2 separate regions of the Rattus norvegicus genome follow, and region 2 is linked to region 1. The links are chromatin contacts, called in public Hi-C maps. All regions are on one chromosome and are shown on one strand. The core of a region is the stretch at or near the end of the contact, and the rest is flanking DNA. Distances in the headings are between cores, read along the strand shown. Region 1 overlaps LOC134480293 (a long non-coding RNA gene). Region 2 has its middle 240 kb from the start of Fn1.

Evidence for each region. A called contact is a pair of places that touch in the nucleus more often than the background predicts.
Region 2: a Hi-C map of liver shows a contact between it and region 1, with 7 times the contacts expected there. The contact joins two enhancer-like sites. A contact is called at or near these places in 3 of 12 Hi-C or Micro-C datasets (hepatocytes, kidney and liver).

What each region holds. Positions count from the first base shown.
Region 1 is chr9:80,780,728-80,785,076 of GRCr8, forward strand. LOC134480293 (a long non-coding RNA gene) reads right to left here. Exons shown (of 3, transcript XR_010054664.1): 3 at 2,528-3,646. Among named protein-coding and RNA genes, the nearest start is that of Fn1, 69 kb to the left of the region's middle. Within about 2 kb of position 1,749, at least 7 of the 93 cell types and tissues checked have an H3K27ac peak or open chromatin away from gene starts, as enhancers often do. A contact at or near this core is called in hepatocytes and liver, where this site is marked.
Region 2 is chr9:80,952,802-80,957,150 of GRCr8, forward strand. No RefSeq gene overlaps it. Among named protein-coding and RNA genes, the nearest start is that of Fn1, 240 kb to the left of the region's middle. Within about 2 kb of position 2,005, at least 9 of the 93 cell types and tissues checked have an H3K27ac peak or open chromatin away from gene starts, as enhancers often do. A contact at or near this core is called in hepatocytes and liver, where this site is marked.

The DNA of each region.
Region 1 (4,349 bases), core at 499-2,998:
CCAGCTAACACAGGCATGTTCTACACATGCCATAGATTCTGCCTTTAAACTCCTTCACTGTTATCGTTTCATTTGCAACTTGTTAAGCTGCTTCTATAATAAAGTCATGGAGAAGACACTGGACAGCTAGCGGCTCATTTTGCTCCATAATTGTCTGGTTAAAATAAGAAAAGTCACATTTTTTTTGACCTTCTCAGTTTATCAGATTGGGAAACACAAATTGTTGTTACATAGCATGCCTGGACCGTTAGCATTTCACAATCGCTAACATTTCATTACCCCTTCTGAGTACAAAATGTCACTAGGAACATATGTGAAATATTTAGGAACCTTGCCCAAGATACAATAGAACATGAAAAATATTAGATTTGATTTTTTGAGGATGAAAGGGAGGAGGGAAAAGTGTCTTGTTAGATTCCAATTAGGATCTTAAACTCCTGGTTGAATGCTGAAGTCAATCTTGCTTAATTGAATAGAGTTTGCCATCTGCCCACCCATAGCCAGCCTTTCCTGTTTCTCATTTACATTCAAATCTTTACGCCATCAGTTTTATCTCTAGAGCCAGACAAATTGGGACTGAGGAGTTTATTATATGTGTTGCAAATTATTGCATAACGTCATCTTATATTAAGGCTGAGAACATTGGGTTTTCTAAATTGTCAAGCAAAGCAGATAACATTTTCCTAGTATTTTGATCATCCTTTCCTTTTTCTAGTCATCTCTGGGATTAGGTCATCATGTAGCTATGTAAATGTCTTTCTTGTATTCACACAGCTATGTGCTTTATTTAAAAGTCACTTTCAATTCAGTCTCTGGCCAGCAGGCTCATAGCCTTTATTCAGCAGTGACACTTAAAAACAAACAGAAATAATTGCATTTTTGGTAAGATACAATTACTATTGTGCGTTAGGAAGATAAGATATTTTCCTTTGCAGTCAGCATTTCTGGTGGGCATAATTTTGGCCACATAGTAAGAGAAATTAAGGGTTCCTATTTTACAAAAGTATCCCTCTTACACACATAAGTTCATTTTAAATGTGGAAGCGTACAGGGTACTAGAAGGAAGCACATAATATTTGAGGCAAATATGAGCGCCTGCTATCTGCATAGTCTTTCTTGGCGAGGTTCATGCTAGTAGGGAGACCAACCCCTGTCAATCACTTACCTCTCATTGTTTTAACAATGGAAGAATTGTGTATATAGACTGCTCAGGAAATGAGCACCAATTCCTGGTAGAGCTTAGAGACTATACTATGCATAACTAATATCTAATGCATGTGCACACAGAGACTAGCAGACAATCTCACATAGTGTTCCTCACATTCTGTCACTCTGTTGGCCTGGAGCTCCATGGTCAGGCTAGGCTGGCCGACCAGTGAGCTCCATTCTGAGGATTACAGCTGTGCATGCCCCATCCAGCTTTTTCATGTGAATTCTAGGTATTGAACTCTGGGCATCTTCATGCTTGCACGGCAAGCACTTACGTGAGTCACGTCCCACGCCCCATGACTAGCATTTTCTGAAAATAGTTTGGATTAAAAGGAAATTTTACTTATCTTTTAGAATACTATATATTTTCTTGGTATCTTTTTATCCCCTTGAGATGAGATGAAAGGTCATTGGAAGGTATAGAGTCCATTTTTTCCACCTTTGGTTTAAAAAGAAGCGCTCCCAGTTCTCAGAACAGGCAGGCTTACTTTGGCTTGTGTTTTTGTTTGCGCTTGTCTCCACGGCCTTCTTTGTGCCTGTTTTTCCCTTTCCGGCCCTTTTGAGTCATATGTTGACATAACTCAGTGCGAAGCCTTGGGTTTGAAGAGAAGTGTACACCGAGTCCAGGTACACAGAGATTCTTGTCTGATAACACCGCAAACACTCCGCCTGCAGACTTCCTACGCTTGAGACATAATATTTTCGAACATTAATTTGCCAAGCAGGTTGGCCGTGACTCTGCCTGCCTGCTGCTGCTTGTCTGAGTCAGGAAGGCTCTGTCTACCCTCTTTGACTGGGGTTTATTTCTCACGTAGACGCGCGAATAAAGAGCGCCTTTGGAAGTTGTGAGTCTGGGCTTTTCCCCTTCCCTACGCTGTGGGGACAGTTTTCAAAAGTGACTTCTTTACTTTTGATGAAACACAACTTATGGCTCATCTCCAAAAGAGAAACACCTCAAATTTTGCACTGTTGAAAATTTTAGTCCAGGTTCTGTGCCATTTTTTTTAAAATCATTTGATAACTTTTTTTCCTTTTCTTCTCTATGGCTTCACAGTTTGGAGGTCACATGCACCTAAAGTCATTGTTCCTGTTTGATATTCTCAACTGTGCTCTGGTTGTTACGTTTACTACCTGAGAAGGAAGGAACAAAGTAACCAGGCAGAGCTGAGAACCTAAGAGTGGATTAGAGGATCCCGAGACTCTTTAAACAGTAAGTTTCTTACTTTAATATGTGGAGAACTTCATGAGTCTGATGCTTTTGTGGAACAAAATAAAACGTAAGATTTAATGAAGAAGTTATGCATATTTAAAACTGGGAAAAGAGGGGCAGAGAAGGCAGCTCAGTGAGTAAATGGCTTCCCATCAGATGGGAGGTCCTGATATTGGACTCCCCCAAACCCACTCCGCTCTGTAATCCAGTGCCTCTATAGTGAGTAAAGGGATGGAGAGAAAGAAATCCTTGATCCTGGGCAGCTGGAAGTACATAGCAGAAAACAAGACTCTGTCTCAAGGCAGATGTAAGGACGGACACCCAAGGCTGACTTGATCTTCCTACACACACACACACACACACACACACACACACACACACACACAGAGTTTTTTTGTTTATGATTAACAAAAGATAAGGAAATACCTCAAATGAATACACACATGCATGTACACATGAACACATACATATATGCCCATGCATATGCACAGGCACATAGGGAGGCAGGATTTCTTGATAAGAAGTGCATAAAAAGGCAAAACTAGGTTTCATAGATGATGGTTTAGCTAGCTGACAGCCCATTGCTTATTTCTTGGCCTTCGACCCTCCTCCCATCTGAGAAACTCTTTCACTACTGATGTCATGGTTTTATGACAAACCTTGCCTCATGTTCTCTGAAATCCAACAACTTTATTGGCAAGATGCACCTGACTTCTCTGATGTAGAGGGGTGGGAGAGAGACTCTCCATGATCACTTAGCCGATGAGCAGATAGACAAATAGATGGTATTTTCCATATTTGGTACTAGTTGTGTTATAACAAGAAAATACTTTTCAGTTTGGAGCTCCTCAATTTTGGTAGAGTCAGAGACAGAGAAAACAGCAAACTGAACTACAGTGAAAGGGTTGAAGAGATTGGGAGCACTTGGAAAAGAGAAGAGAGGCAACCTAAGGTCAGTCATCCAGCTTTGAAGCTATGTGACACCGTGACGGTTACCAGCTGCTCTCCTTGTCCATCAAAGAGAAGCAGAGGCTGAGTTCGTACACCGCATCCGCCAAATATGGGGAAATTTTCTTGTTGGAAGGAGTGGCCATGCTAAAATGTAAACCGTCGACTGTGCAAAAACTTTTCAGCTGTTGATTAAATGTTGGATTATTTTGGGGCCTCGAGTTTTCTGCGTGTCTGAACACAATACTGACGCCACAGGTAGCATCGCTCCTTATAAGCCTGTAAGGACAGAGACACACTGTAAGAGAGCAAGCATGAGTGATGGCCCATGGCTCATAGAATCTAAAATCTCTTTTCATAAATAAATGAAATCAAAACCAAAGTTCTTTTCTACAGGGAGTTCCATGTTAACATTAATGTGATGTTCTGCTTTTTAAAAAAATGCTACCTTTGACACAGGGAAGCCCAAAATCAAGTGTGTGTCTGTGTGTGCAAAGTACACAGTTATATAGGCACTAATAATCTCAGAATTATGCTAACAACAGCACACAAACTCAAGCCTTTCCCCCCAATCGCATGATAATAATAATTCACTGAAATATAGTATGGTCAACCAAGCTAGCGGGCCAGAGGACTTGAAAAGGTTAGGAGTTCCATGCCTGTCCATCCCCCCATTTTTCTTTATTTCTTTTCTGTTTCAACTGGCTAAGCTAATTCTCCTAATCGATCACTAAACAGATATGCTTCTGTGTTAAAAAAAAAAAAAAAAGAATCTCAGTGTGGACCAATATGGTTTAAGCGTTCTTTCTTTTCCCAACTCAGAAAGTTAGTTGATCAATTCAATAATAATAAAATTAAAATGTCTACAGTGACTACCTTATTGACCATTTGGTTATCTCAGTAAAGAATTACGACTCAACTAACTCTTTGGAGAATTTCTATTTGTTTGTGTGTTCAAAACACAAAAACAGTACTTCACTCT
Region 2 (4,349 bases), core at 755-3,254, 170 kb after region 1:
AGGGATAGGAGTCACTTCAGATCACTCATTATGGCTAGCTATTAGTTTTTATGCCTCTATGAAAAACCATGTTTTTGCCACATGCCACTTGTCCTTGTGATTGTAACTCAGGGGACTCTTTTCAACCCCCAGAGTATAAATTGTCTGATGCTCTGACTAAAGTTAGCTATTGCCTAAGACTTCAGTCATCCTTATTTTTAGGTACAGCTCTCCCAGATTCCTGCCACCAATTAGAGCAGTAAACAACAAACAAGCAAGGTCTACTACACCATGAGAAGATTCCATAACGCATATCATTTGTTCTGTCAAAATAACACTGGTTATTATCCAGATGGGGGCTTTTACCTTCTTTGTTGAAGAGACCTCAGTTAGGTCTCTATACCTTCTCTAATCTCTATTCTTACTGGGTCTCATTTCACCCAATGGTACATGACTGTCTTTTCGATTTCAACCCCCTAAAAGAATTCTCCTAAGCAGGGTGTGTTCTGGGAACATGTCCACTCAGTACTTAGAGCTGCAGGGAAGAAATGTACACAATATGTTCAGGGGGAATAGCTACCTCGTCCTCAGGCACGCTTAATCTTGTCATCAACAGAGTTCTAGCTGCATATTGGTCAGTCACTGCCCACTGGTCCTGGGACTCTCTGGGTACTGCCATAAATTAAGATATACTCAACTCCAGCGTCCATCAAAGCCCAAGTCTTCCACACACCAGCCAGGGACCAACAGCTCTACAGATCAACCAGTTGTGATCTCTGGTTGTTTTGCCTAGGCTGCCTCTGCAGGCCGTCTCCTCAGGGAAGCAGCTGAGGTAATCCCCAGCACACAAGACTCCCCTCTTCACAGAAGCAGGAACAACGTGTAGAAGGAAAGGTTCTTTCTGTCATTCCTACTTTTGGTGAATGTTGCTTGAGTTTGAACAACTTCCAGGGTCTCACAAGCACAGCCTTTGTGTTTTTGTTCATTTATCCCCTGTGGGAAACACAGTTCACCACAAATTCTGCTCTATTTGTTCTAAGGTGACTCAGATCAGCCCCTTGTGTCTGTTTTTGTTTGGTCCCAGACCTTCTTGATTACTTTAGAACTTATAAGCCCAATTTATAAGCTACTCTACGTCTCCAAATCAGGCAGAGAGATCGTGCCCCACCAGGAAAGCCACTAGCAAGCTCGAAAGAGTCCCGGGGTCCTCCTAAGTTATCTTTACTCTCCAGCCAAGGCCATCTATCTTGTCTAGTGAAGTAGGCATCAAAGGCCTCTTTAGTCACACCACAGTTGCACGTCTTATCACCCATAGCAAGAGCCATACAACTGCCACCACAGCGTGAAGCCATGTCAGCCTGTTACCACACAGGGGAAAGTGACCACATCAGCATTTCCCCTGGAAATGCTCTATCCTGCCTTTCCCTGTCTGTGTTATCATCCACAGAAGGAGTCCTGTAACTGCCACCAAAGCAAGGATGCAAGTCACCCCATGTCACACATGAGGAAGCAGCCTATAGCAGCTGTCTGCAGACATTTGACACTGACTTTCCTTCTGGAAAGAAGCATGAAAAAATATCTTTGCATCCCAGATAGTACAAACCAAGAGACCCAACAACAATAACAGCAGCAGCAGCAGCAGCAGCAACAACAACAACAACTAATCCATTCAACTTAGTGAGCCAATGAATTTGTAAATTTATTGATTTATTTCGGGAGTATAGTGACTCAAAGGCTAGTGCATGACTAAAAGTCTCATCCTAGTGTGGATGATGACTCAAAATTGCTGTATTATGAAGGAGTCTCTACCTCCAGGAAACCATCTGTTGTCTATGTATGTTAGGTTTTTGGAGGAGGAGAAAGAGGATCCAACAGAAAGGTCCTGAACAAAATTTCCTTCAGGGGACAGGTGTATTGACACAGCAGTAAATAGTATGACAGGGGTCTGCAGTGAGAGGCATCAGTCCTGGAAGACAAAGTTCACTGTTTACTCTGAAAGGTTTCTGGGGGGCAATGGGGACACTGGACTGTGAGGAAACAGCTTGGTTAATAAGTGACTTATGATACATGACAGGGGTCACAGAGACTCAGGACAGGGGAGTGGGGCTAAGTTAATAGGTGACCGCAGTTAAGCATCCATGGACCCTGAGGTGGGGTGGGGTTGAGATCTGGCTCTTTGGGAGAGTAGTATGTGACCTGTCAGCTTTTATAGTAGCTATGAGGGGAAAGAGACTGCAGTGGGTGAGGCCAGATCTATAGGCTCTTAGCAGCAGATCCCGAAAGGTCTGAGTTCTAACAATATAAATTCTAGAAACCCCAAACTTGACCCCACCCAAGACTATATACAGTTAAAAGACAAGAGATGGGGCTGGAAAAATGGCTCAGAGGTTAAGAGCACCAGCTGTTTTTCCAGAGGTCCTGAGTTCAATTCCCAGCAACCACGTGTTGGCTTATAATCATCTATAATGAGATCTGATGCTCTCTTCTGGCCTGAAGGCACACATGTAGACAGAACAATGTATACTAAATAAATAAACCAAAAAAGAAAGAAAGAAAGACAAGAGACACTTGGCCATATCAGGTAAAGGTCTAATGAGCCTCTCCTTTGCCTGTCATCCTTGCCACAAACCTAGCTTTTGCTATATTGTTTGGCTAATTTTACTGTTACGACTGTGGGCCAGGGTCTTCTGTAAGTCCAGCTTGTGTGGTGGAATGCCTGTTGGAAAGAGCTCTCTACCACAGGTAAACCTCCCTCTGGTTTCTATCTGCATTTCAGTTCATCTGATGAATTTCTTTTTTTTTTTTCCTTTCTCAGAAACCTCTCTGTGTTGATTGAGTCTTTTAAATAGTAACTCATCCTTCCTCTTGCCACACACTACCACTCCCCATCCCTCTGGAGGACCACTTGTCCCGCCACATTGGACTCAGCTGTCAGCTGCAGAAGCCCACGAACACTGGGCAAGTTACCTAAGCAGAACCCAGGCTGAAGCCAGCCGCATGACTCAGGGGGGAAGCAGCCTTTCTCCCTGAATCAGCCCCAGCCAGGCCACATCTGAAGCTTAACCCAGCCAAGAGTCCAACCGCTGCCCAGCTGCCTATGGACACACGGGCCCTGTGCTGTCTCAGCTGAGAGGACCCCGTCTGCTGATTCACTTGCACCTGGGCTTCCTGGCTGGTCATCTGGAAAGGTACAAGCTCGGGCCTTATTTATCCAAGGCAATCTTTTAGAAGTCACCCTACATTTCTTCTAAGTGTCTGGGCGCAGTGTGGAGTGCGGTTTATTTCAACCATGTTGTAGTAGCCTGTGTTGGAACTTGCTGAGGTCTGAAGCCTGTCGTCAACATACAACTGACATAAACTTTTACTGGTGGGGGAGACATCAGAGGGCTGTACAGACAAACAGCTGAAGTGGCAGGGTACCAAAGACTGCAGCTAAAGGTCACTCTCGGCCACCCTGGATGTGCTTCTCTGAGCCCTCACCCTCGTGTAACATGTGAAGGGTGGACAAGTGATCCAAGCATGTATTGAAACCAGACTTGGCCGAGGTGCCATAAACAAAATTTTGCCCACTGTGTTTGGCAGTTACAAAATATTTCGTAGGTGGTGGGGCCATGCATCTTCCTGACATACCATGAGGAAAGTTGGAAGAGTAGCTCTGTGTCACATGTGAGGAGCAGGAAGCACCAACGTGGTAAGGAAGAAGAAGAAGACAAGATCTGGATGTTGGCTCTGCCACGTGCTGGGAAGATTATGACCTTTCTGTGGATTTGTGTGAGAATTGCAGCTAATAATTCCTTCCCTACAAAGTTTACCACTAGGATAAGATCTAACACATGAAGCACCTCCGACTCTATACACCGATCATTCTATTTTCTTTTTCTGTTTTTGTTTGTTTTTTGTTTTGTTGCTGTTTTGTTTTGTTTCCAGATAGGGTTTTTCTGTGTAGTCCTGGTTGTTCTGGAACGCACTTTGTAGACCAGGCTGGCCTGGAACTCAGAGATCCACCTGCCTCTGCCTCCAGAGTGCTAGGATTACAGGTGTGCACCACCATGCCCAGCTCACTCAACTTTCTTGAGTCAAAGACATTCAGAAGTATGTTCAGAGGCGCTCAGCTTGTAGAAGAAACCGGGGCCTGAATGAGGACCTAGGTTCAAGATACATTTATTGACCTTTGGAATTCGATCTTTTGACCATAAAAAGAATGACGTCTATGCCCCTTTCCCCACATTCATATTCCTATCTGACTGAGAACACCAGAAGAGATCTTTGGTTCTCTGTATCTTAGCTTCCAGTTTCCTTATTTCTATTTATTTTTCTCTGTTTCAGATGATTTTAAACCCTCTTTCCCCAGAAATCTCCATTTGGATATA